2 separate regions of the Sus scrofa genome follow, and region 2 is linked to region 1. The links are chromatin contacts, called in public targeted proximity ligation maps. All regions are on one chromosome and are shown on one strand. The core of a region is the stretch at or near the end of the contact, and the rest is flanking DNA. Distances in the headings are between cores, read along the strand shown.

Region 1 (4,574 bases), core at 1,285-3,784:
TGAGCATCTGTGCACAAGGCTCACGGCTAAGCTCCAAAAGAAAAGTGGGTGGTAGCAAGCTTGGCAAGGCAAATCCAGGCCCCCTGAGCCGTCTTGGAAAACTTACCCTCCAGGAGGGCCAGGCGCCTTCACCCACAGTTTCTCATTTAACCCCATGAGCTGGCTGTCAGCCCTCCTGTTCTGCTCAGTCCAACGCAGCAAAATTCGGTGACTAGTGCAGGATGACCAAGTCAAATGACAATCCGAATAGGACAGCCACCCTTTAGCTTGCCTCACGTGCCTGGTCCCACCCGGTGGCCAGAGGCTGTGTGTGACCTGTGCAACATCCACAGAGGAGCCACTTTTTTGATTTTATAAATAAAGAAACTGGTGTTCAGAGAGATCAAGAAACTTGACTTACAGACAAGTCTAGAACTAGGGTGAGGCACTGGCTCCAGGCACAAAATTTAAGGGGCTACCAAAAAAAAAAAAAAAACCCTCCAAAGATAAATGTTACTGTCAAGTGTTTTAAAACATTAAAACTAACCACAAAACTCACACTGTACCAAATATCCCCATTTTAAATAAGGACAGGATGTGTATTACCAACTTTCCTTTCTGCTTTAGGCTCCAATATGGCTCAGCCCATCACTGGGCCAGAGCCAGGAACCTAGCCAGGCTCAATCCTCCCCCACCGGCCCCCAAAGGCAGGGCCCCCAGAAGCCACACTACTGCCTCTAGATATGTTTCTTCCTTGCAATGTTCTGACCTCAAAGGGCCCTAAGGTGTGACCATGATGCTCCATCACTCCAGGTGGAGTCTAAACAGATTCTATTCCGGGGTCACGTGCGCCTGTTATGTAAATGAGGGAAGCGTGCAGACTTGAATAAGGGAGCAGGATATTTTAAGATATCAGTTTGGGAAGGTGCAGGGTGGGCTCTACAAGGATCACACAGCAGCTTGTCTCCCACTTGACGGATTTCTGGCTCAAACTTAAGTATTTAGCAGTGACACGAAGCCAGCTGCCGCCTGTGCCGCCTGTACTACCTACGCCAGTGCAATCCAAACGATGGCATTCCTTTTCACTTTGCATTTCAAAAGCCAAAGCTTAGGCGGTAACTACCACACTGGAGTAACCGCTTAAGCTCTGATCACTTGTCGCCTCGTATTAAAGCCCTGCCTGTTGAACAAAATATGTGCTGACTAAGAATTTGAACATTTCTTAGATCCACCCCGACTCTCTCACTGGTGGCTTGTAATCAAAGCCTCAAAACTGAATAAGAAATAAACCATTACCTGAAGCAGAAGGGAACGGTTAATGACTCTGTCCACTATTTTCTCGTGCCGGCCGTGGCCCTTAGCGACTTTAGAAGGCACACTTTGTCTACTGCCAACTTCAACCCGGCAGAAGGTCTCCCCCTCTCCTCGTTTCCGAACGCGATCAAGATCAATGGCGAGGCTTCACCTTGCGACGCAAAGTTGAGTCCGGCAAAGTGAGCAAAGGGAAACTTCAGCCACTGGTGCGAGCGCAGCCGGCTGGTCTGGGTCCCGGGTCCGAGCTGCCCTGAAAGGCGGCCGGGGAAGGACGTCGCGTCCACGGGCCGAGGAGCACCTGGCGACAGCGCCCCGCCCTCGGCGACCCAACACACCTGGCCGGCCTGCCCGGCGCCGCTCCCACCTGGATCCCCGCGCCACCGGTCTCCCCTCGATGCCCCCCGTTCCCCGCCCTCGCAACCAACCCCGGCCCGGTACCTGCACGGGAGCGCGGCGGGCTCCGCCAAGCGCCCGAGGCTCGGTCGGCGGGGTGGGGGCGACGGGGCTCCGGCCCCCGCCCGACGCCGCGCGGACGCCTGGCCGGCACAGGACGCAGCAGGTGGCCGCCCGGCCTCGCAGCCGCGGGGTCCGGGCCCGAGAGCCGGGCGCGGGCGCGGGCGCAGGCGCGGGCACGACCCTCGGGCGCCGGCCCTCGCCCGGCCTCGGCGCGCGCTCCCCGGCCCGGGCGCGCCGGCTCGGCTCGGCTCGGCTGCTCCCGGCGCGGCGGGGGCGGACGCCGCTCGGTTCGCTCGCCCGCCGCGCGCACCTCCCTCCCCAGCGGCGCGCCGCTCCCGCCGCCCCGCTGAGTCGGCCGCGAGCTCACGGGGGCGGCGCCGGGCGGAAGGCGGGCGGCGGCGCTGTCGGGGCCGCGGGGCGTCGGGGACCTCTTTGGCCCAGAGGACAAGGCGCCCTCGCCGGGTTGCGGATGCGGCCGCGACTCCAGCCTTCGCCTCGGCATTACCTGGGGGCTCCGCATCCTCCTCGAAGAGCCGGTTGCCCACGGGTGGGAATTGTGCATTTGAATAAAAGTAAAAGTTTGCTGGTTTTTTTAAATAACCGTGTGGGTCCGGAGCGTCTCCGGGCTAATTAGGGAAGCTGCCGCCCTGTCTTGGGGTGAATCATTGTTGTGACACTGCAAGTGTGGGAAGAAAGGCTGCTGACGATTTCTCAGCCTCGCGGGCTCCCCTTTCTTTCCTGTGGAGACGGGCTGGCCCGTGACAGGAGAGCGTCTTAGGAAACATGCTGGCCTCCTGTGGCAGGAACAGCCCGTCCCAAGCACGTGCCTCCAGAGCCGCGAACTTTCCCGGCAGGGGGGTGGGGGAGATGCATGTGAACTGTGACCCGCAGGGAACCGGGGCCGTTACAGCTGACTCTAAAGAAATCCTCACGCCGGCTAGAAGAGCTCATGCTAGAGTCCCAGAGTGACATTTCAGTGACACCTGACATCTGAATCACCAGGAATGTCCGAGCTGTTATGTGTCGCCCCACCCCCAAGTCTGTGCCGCATCCTGAGGTTGTGGGTCTGGGGATTTTTCCCTGGGGACACGGGACTGGAGAAGCCCGGGTTTGTACCGCTACCCGCCGCAGAGCAGGGCAGAACGCTAGAAGGGGCTCTCTCCACCTCTGGCTTTAAACGCGATCAGAATCCCAAATAGAAGAATCAGAGGCAGGGAAAAGAAGCTAAAGACATCTCATTTACTTGAGCATATAAAGACAAGTTTACTTTAAAAATTTTGTGTGTGTGTGTTTAAGCCCTCTGCTACAAGCCATCCTCTTAAAAGCCGCTTTTGCCCTTAAGTGCTTTAAATTCCCTTTGTGAAAGGAACAGAAATATATTGTGAATCAACCAATAGACCCCAAGTTAGTAACTTGTGCTCACAATGGACAGGTGACTCATGACAATCAGACAATGTCTCTGTTGGGGGGTGAGGGTGTTTGCTTTTTTCAGAATCCTCGAACTAAACTGAACAACTCCAAACGAACCTACACACCCCTTCTCTCCTCTCCCACCTTGAGCCTCTGCTCCTCACTGTTCAAAATCACATTTATTTTTTGTTGTAGCTGGTAAATGTTTATTGACTCCATAAATCACCTTTCTACCTACGGAGTTCATTTGTTGCCAGAATATCTTCAAGTTCTGGCTTTGTTTGCATGTGCTGCGGGTGGCTTTTGAGATTCTTAGGAGGCTTTGAGAGGAACTTTCTGAAGTTCTTGGTGATTAGTTAAGAAAGAACATGGTGTCAACACCCAGAATAGAAAGTGGTGAATAGGCCAGGAAAACGGGAAATTATCTGGCAACCAGTAGAGCCAGCACCTTTGTGCTTTAAAAGCATAGAAAGAAAGAATGCCCTGCACCCCACCCACCCACCCCCAGGGTCCTGCCCTGTGGTCTTCAGGGGAGATTTTTCCCTCCTTAATGCTTCTTGGATGAAACCATGAAGCTGGGTTGAGAAAAGGCTGTCAGTAAAGTTTTGCCAGAAGTTCCAAGGAAACAGCCTCCATGCAGAGTTTCTGAAAACCTATGCAGACAACTATAAAGCTCAGAGCACAGGGTTATTATTTTTTTTTTTTTCCCAAACTCTAGAAAATCTCTTAGCCAAATTTGACCACTTCCTCCCAGGGAAGGAGAACCTCACAGATTAGGCAAAGAAGGCTGTGCTGCCTCTAAACGTATTGTACCTCATCTGGGAACACGTTTTTATCCACCTCCAGGGGATGTTCTAAGCCATCTACAATTTCTCACTCATTTAAACACTCAGTCCCCAGGAGAGCCCTGAGACGAAGACCTGCTATTATCTCATTTTATTTATTTTTTTTATTTTTATTTTTTTTTTATTTTGTCTTTTTGCACTTTTTAGGGCCACTCCCAAAGCATATGGAGGTTCCCAGGCTAGGGGTCCAATCAGAGGTGCAGCCGCTGGCCTACACCAGAGCCATAGCAACATGGGATCCAAGCCAAGTCCTTGACCTACACCACAGCTCACGGCAACGCCAGATCCTTAACCCACTGAGCAAGGCCAGGCATTGAACCTGCAACCTCATGATTCCTAGTCAGATTCGTTAACCACTGCGCCACGACTGGAACTCCCCTATTATCCCATTTTACACTCAAGGCTCTGCTCTTTTCTCCCTGTTATAGAGGAACGAGGGGCCCAAGATCTGGCAGGAAGAAGTGGGCAGAGCCAGGGTTTGAACCCACAAGCTGCACTCCCTGTGCTGAACAGGCTGCTTTTCTACGAATGGCATCCACTTCTGCAAACTGAAAACGCCTTTCAGCTTAG
Region 2 (4,574 bases), core at 989-3,488, 330 kb before region 1:
ACATCACATTCTCCTAGTCAACCCAATTCAGCAACAAAAAGGCCACACACTCAATGGGGGAAAGTAATGTCTGTGCCATGTGTCCTGGTCCTTATCTCTGCCTACAGCTTTCAAGCTTCCCAGAGATCCCATTACTACATAGAGGCAAATGTGTCCCATTCAGCTGTGTGCCCTCTGAATTAGACTTGTCACTCAAATGTTTGCTAAATCAACCAGTCACGGCAAAAAACCAACTTCCTATTCTCCTAGCCACCAGTATTCCTCTGCCACTTCCAGAGTTTCCTTCCTCAGTCCTGCTCTGTGCCCGAGCTCCTCACTCTGACACACAAGAGCCTTCACACATGGTGACCTTCCACTCAAGCCTCAGGTCACGTTGCCCAGGCTACAGGCCAGCATGGCGCCAGCTCCCCATAGCGCCCCCACACCTCCCTGTTTCTGCAATGCTGTTCTCTCAGATTCTCCCCACAACCTCCACAGCCCCCACTCCTTTACTTAATAAACCACTACTCAATCTTTAAGGCTCAGATCAAATATCACCTCATCCGTGACAAGTTTCCAAATTCCAAGTAAGTTGCTCTCCATTGGGTGCCCAAGGCATTTTCCTCCCCTACCCATTAAACAAGATTTCCTAATTGCTTACATTACCCTTATCACAGGAAGTTAGCCCCTTACACATCTGTTCTTCCCATCAGACCAAGCCGATGCAGGTAGTGATTGTAACTAATTCATCTCTGCATCACCTGTGCCTGGTATAATTGCTGCCACTTAGTAGGTATTTACTAGGAGCTGCCTGAATACATGCACCAATGAAGCAGCAGGAAGGAAACAGCCGGGGACAGGGCACCTCAGTCTCCTCAGCTGAATGACCAAGTTGTACAGATAATCTCTTACATTCATATCTGCTCTGAAGTTTTACCAGACACCGGGAGGCCAGTCTGGCCAACCGCCCCAATCAGGGAACCAAACGTAAAGCAGAAATCAGTAGAAACACCTGATATAACCTCTGGGGGTAGTTATTTTTTTCTTTGAAATAAGGGCAACCTTTTTCTTCTTCTTTTTTTTTTTAAGGGCCCCACGAGTGGCACACTTAAGTTCCCAGGGTAGGAGTCGAATCAAGAGCCACACAGGATCCGAGGCGAGTCCGGGACCAACACCACAGCTCAGAGCAACGCCGGATACCTAACCCAATGAGCAAGGCCAGGGATGGAACCCGAGCCTCAAGGATACTTGTCGGGTTTGTTACCCGCTGAGCCACAATGGGAACTCCGAGGGCAACTTTCTGAAATCATATCTCCAAATGCAAAAATAATTACTGACTACCCTCTCACCAGGCTGTTTTAATTGGAAAATGTTTTTGTGCTTTAATTGGTTTTCAGGCCAGAACCCAGCTCCCCCGTCAGCTCTGAAACCCACTGCATTCAAATTGGCTCCTGAGAAGAGCTGTGGCTGTAGTGACGGAAAAACCTGAGAATAACCTTCCATTACCGCACAAAACCAGCAGTAGGGGGAGCTCTAAGATACAAAGTGGAGAAAAGGCGCTTACAACTTACCCAGGAGTGCACGGAACTCCAGCTCAACAACAAATTCTAACCAACACAAGGCAAAACATAGTATCTTTTCAGCCACAACTGAACAGAGAAAAACGAAGCTACTAGCCAACACAGTGTGCCAAGCTCTAACTTACTGATTCTTATCAGTTGAATAGGAAACCTGTCTATTCTCCTTCATGCCTCCAAAACCTAGCAGAGTGGCAGCATTCAATGCCTATTTTCGCAACTGAAACGGTTTCCCTTTTACAAAAACCAATAGGGAGGTATCTTTATCTCCAATTTCACACCGTTGGAAAGTGAGGCTTAGACAGCGGATTTGCCCAAATTCATTAAGTTGTTGCGGCGCTCAATACCCAGGTCGGAGAACTCAGAGGCACGTCTTTTAACCGCCAGCGGCCTGAGCGGGGCCCTTCGCCGGCCCCGCCTCCCGCTTCGGGCTTCGGTCACCCCGAGCCCCCGGCCGCGCTACCTGGAGCACGCAGTCCGACTGCAACAGACACGCGCCCAGGTCCTCCTTCACGCCCGCGCACGCGCCGCCCTCCGGCTTGTCCTCGTAATACCGAGGCATGACCGCGCCTCCCGCCCGCCGCGGCCGGGACACACACGAGTCTGCAACCGAGCCCGACACGGTAAGACGCCAGCGACCCCGCACAGGGCGGAACCGGAAGCCGGCAGCAACCACTTCCGGCGAGCGCGCTTTGGAGGGCGAGACCCAGAGGCCGCGCTTGCGCACGCGCGGCGAAACTGGGTCACGTGACGTGGTGCGCCTCCAGCGTCGCCGACGTTGCTGAAAGGGAAGTTGGTCCAGCGGCTGCTGAGCTCGGCTGCTGCGCGGATGTGCTGGGTCAGTTTGGAGCGGGTGGAGGTCGCCGCGGGGCTCTAGGTGAGACCTGCCGATCGTCGGTTCCGCGCACGTCTTGGGCTCGCCCCGGGCCTTTTCCTCTGCCGTCTCACTGCCCTGGGTCACCTGGCCCTAGAGTGACCGCGCCCAGGTCCGGCTGCTCGGCCTGTGGTAGGACTGCCAGGCAAAATCAAGGAGGCCAGTTACAGTTGAATTTCAGATAATTCAGTAATGTTTTGCTATGCGTATGTGCCACGTAGTGTTTGGGACCTGCTTATACTAAAAATTACTCCTGTATTTGAAATCCAGATGTAACTGGGCGCCCAGTGTTTTTATGCTTAATCTGGCCGTTCTATCCGCGGCCCGGGTCAGCGGGAAGCAGCTGGGCCTGGAAGGCGCTGCTGGCGTCCCGGTGGCCTGGGGCGTGAAACTGGGCACTGAGCTGCTGGCACGGAGCGTGGGGGCTGGACTCCCACGCTGTCATTCCCCACCTAAACCACTTACTTTGGAGTTTTGGTTTGTTTTGACATCACATTCTAGGGAATGAATTACGTGCTGGTTATACACTGATGGACCTGTCTGATAGGGCATTTATTTTACCTCGTCCATAACATGGTTTCTGTTTGGCTTAAGCAAAGGCTTTCCCCTAAAAGCCTTAGTTGGTTAAGAGCAAAAATTGAAGGGTGGAATTTTGAGCCAGAGTACGTGAGTTGGAAGTTTGTTTCCAACACTAGCTCTGCTCTTAAGAGGGTCACTTCATCCTCCAGCGCCTCCGTTGTCGCTCTCAGCAGTAGCTCGCTGGGACCGTGGTTGAGGATCTAGGGAAGCGAAGTGTGGGGAATGGATGGACCGTGTAACAGTTCAGAAGGGCGTGGGGCAGCCCTTGCCTGAAGTGTAATCAGTTCTCCAGCCCCCAAACCGGCCTCAAAACCACCTGCATCCCCTTTTAAGCCCTCTTCTTAAGGATCCGAGCCCAAATGTAAAGTGATCTCCCACCTAAATAATTCAGAAGAGGGGTGCTAGCCAGCCATTCCTTCGGATAACTTGTAAAAGAGTTTTTTCTCTTCCATCTAGGAAGATGTTACCAAGTACTTCAGTGAATTCCCTATCCCAGGGGAATGGAGCACTGAATTCCAGGGATGCAGCGAGGCACACAGCTGGAGCAAAACGCTACAAATACCTGCGCAGGCTTTTTCGTTTTCGGCAAATGGACTTTGAGTTTGCAGCCTGGCAAATGCTCTACCTGTTCACGTCCCCACAGAGAGTTTACAGAAACTTCCATTACCGAAAGCAGACAAAGGATCAGTGGGCCAGAGATGACCCTGCTTTCTTGGTCCTATTAAGTGTCTGGCTCTGTGGTAAGTGTTAGTTTTTTTGCAATAAAGTTAAAGAATAAATTGAGTCTTTCAGGTCGGACTTGTCATTTCGAGAGTCTTTTGTTATCATCATGTCACAGGTCACAATTTGAGGATCTCTGAAACTGTTTCTGCCTTTCTGGAGCCTCACAAATCTCACAAGACGGAAAGTGGTATTCTTCCTGGTTCTGAAGGTCCCAAGCAGATGCCAGAGTAACCTGTTTCCTCAGAACTTTGAAAAGCAGAGGACAGAGTCACCCCATGTCTTTTTTTTTTTTCTTAAGGCTGCACCTGAGGCATACATAAGTTCTCAGGCCAGAGGTCAAATCCGAGCTACAGCTGCTGGCCTACACCACAGCCACAGCAACACAGAATCCGAGCCACGTCTGTGACGTATACCACAGCTCATGGCAATGCCAGATCCTTAACCCACTGAGTGAGGCCAGGGATTGAACCCGAATTCTCATGGATACTAGTCGGATTTGTTTCCACTGCGCCACAACGGGCACTCCGTTCCATGTCTTTCAACTACCATGATAAAGAAACTGGTACCCAAATGCAAACTTCCTGTGAAAAAGGACTATTGAGCTTAGAGATTGCATTTTGCGGTCAGCCCAGTGCAGAGTGGGAGTTGTAAAAGCACTGATGGGAACTCGAGAAACTACTTTTAAGTTCTCTTGTGGTACAGTGGAAGGGTCTGAACCACCTTTGGGGTGTTGGATTTTTTTCACCTCTAACTGGACTTGAGTATATGCATGCCTTTTCAGCACTGGTGGTGTTCTGTATATTGGGGCTACTCTGGTGAACCATAGACAGATGGGGGCGGCC

What was found.
Region 2: a contact with region 1 is called in a targeted proximity ligation map of alveolar macrophages. A contact is called at or near these places in 2 of 2 datasets of targeted methods (alveolar macrophages and skeletal muscle).

What each region holds. Positions count from the first base shown.
Region 1 is chr3:55,348,450-55,353,023 of Sscrofa11.1, reverse strand. KIAA1211L reads right to left here and starts at 2,534. Exons shown (of 12, transcript XM_021087220.1): 1 at 2,255-2,534; 2 at 1,276-1,543.
Region 2 is chr3:55,674,706-55,679,279 of Sscrofa11.1, reverse strand. LOC100524554 (cytochrome c oxidase assembly factor 5) reads right to left here and starts at 2,238. Exons shown (of 3, transcript XM_005655200.3): 1 at 2,020-2,238. The coding sequence starts at 2,118. It overlaps UNC50 (protein unc-50 homolog), which reads left to right and starts at 2,285. Exons shown (of 7, transcript XM_013987864.2): 1 at 2,285-2,433; 2 at 3,466-3,749; 3 at 3,848-3,919. The coding sequence starts at 3,470.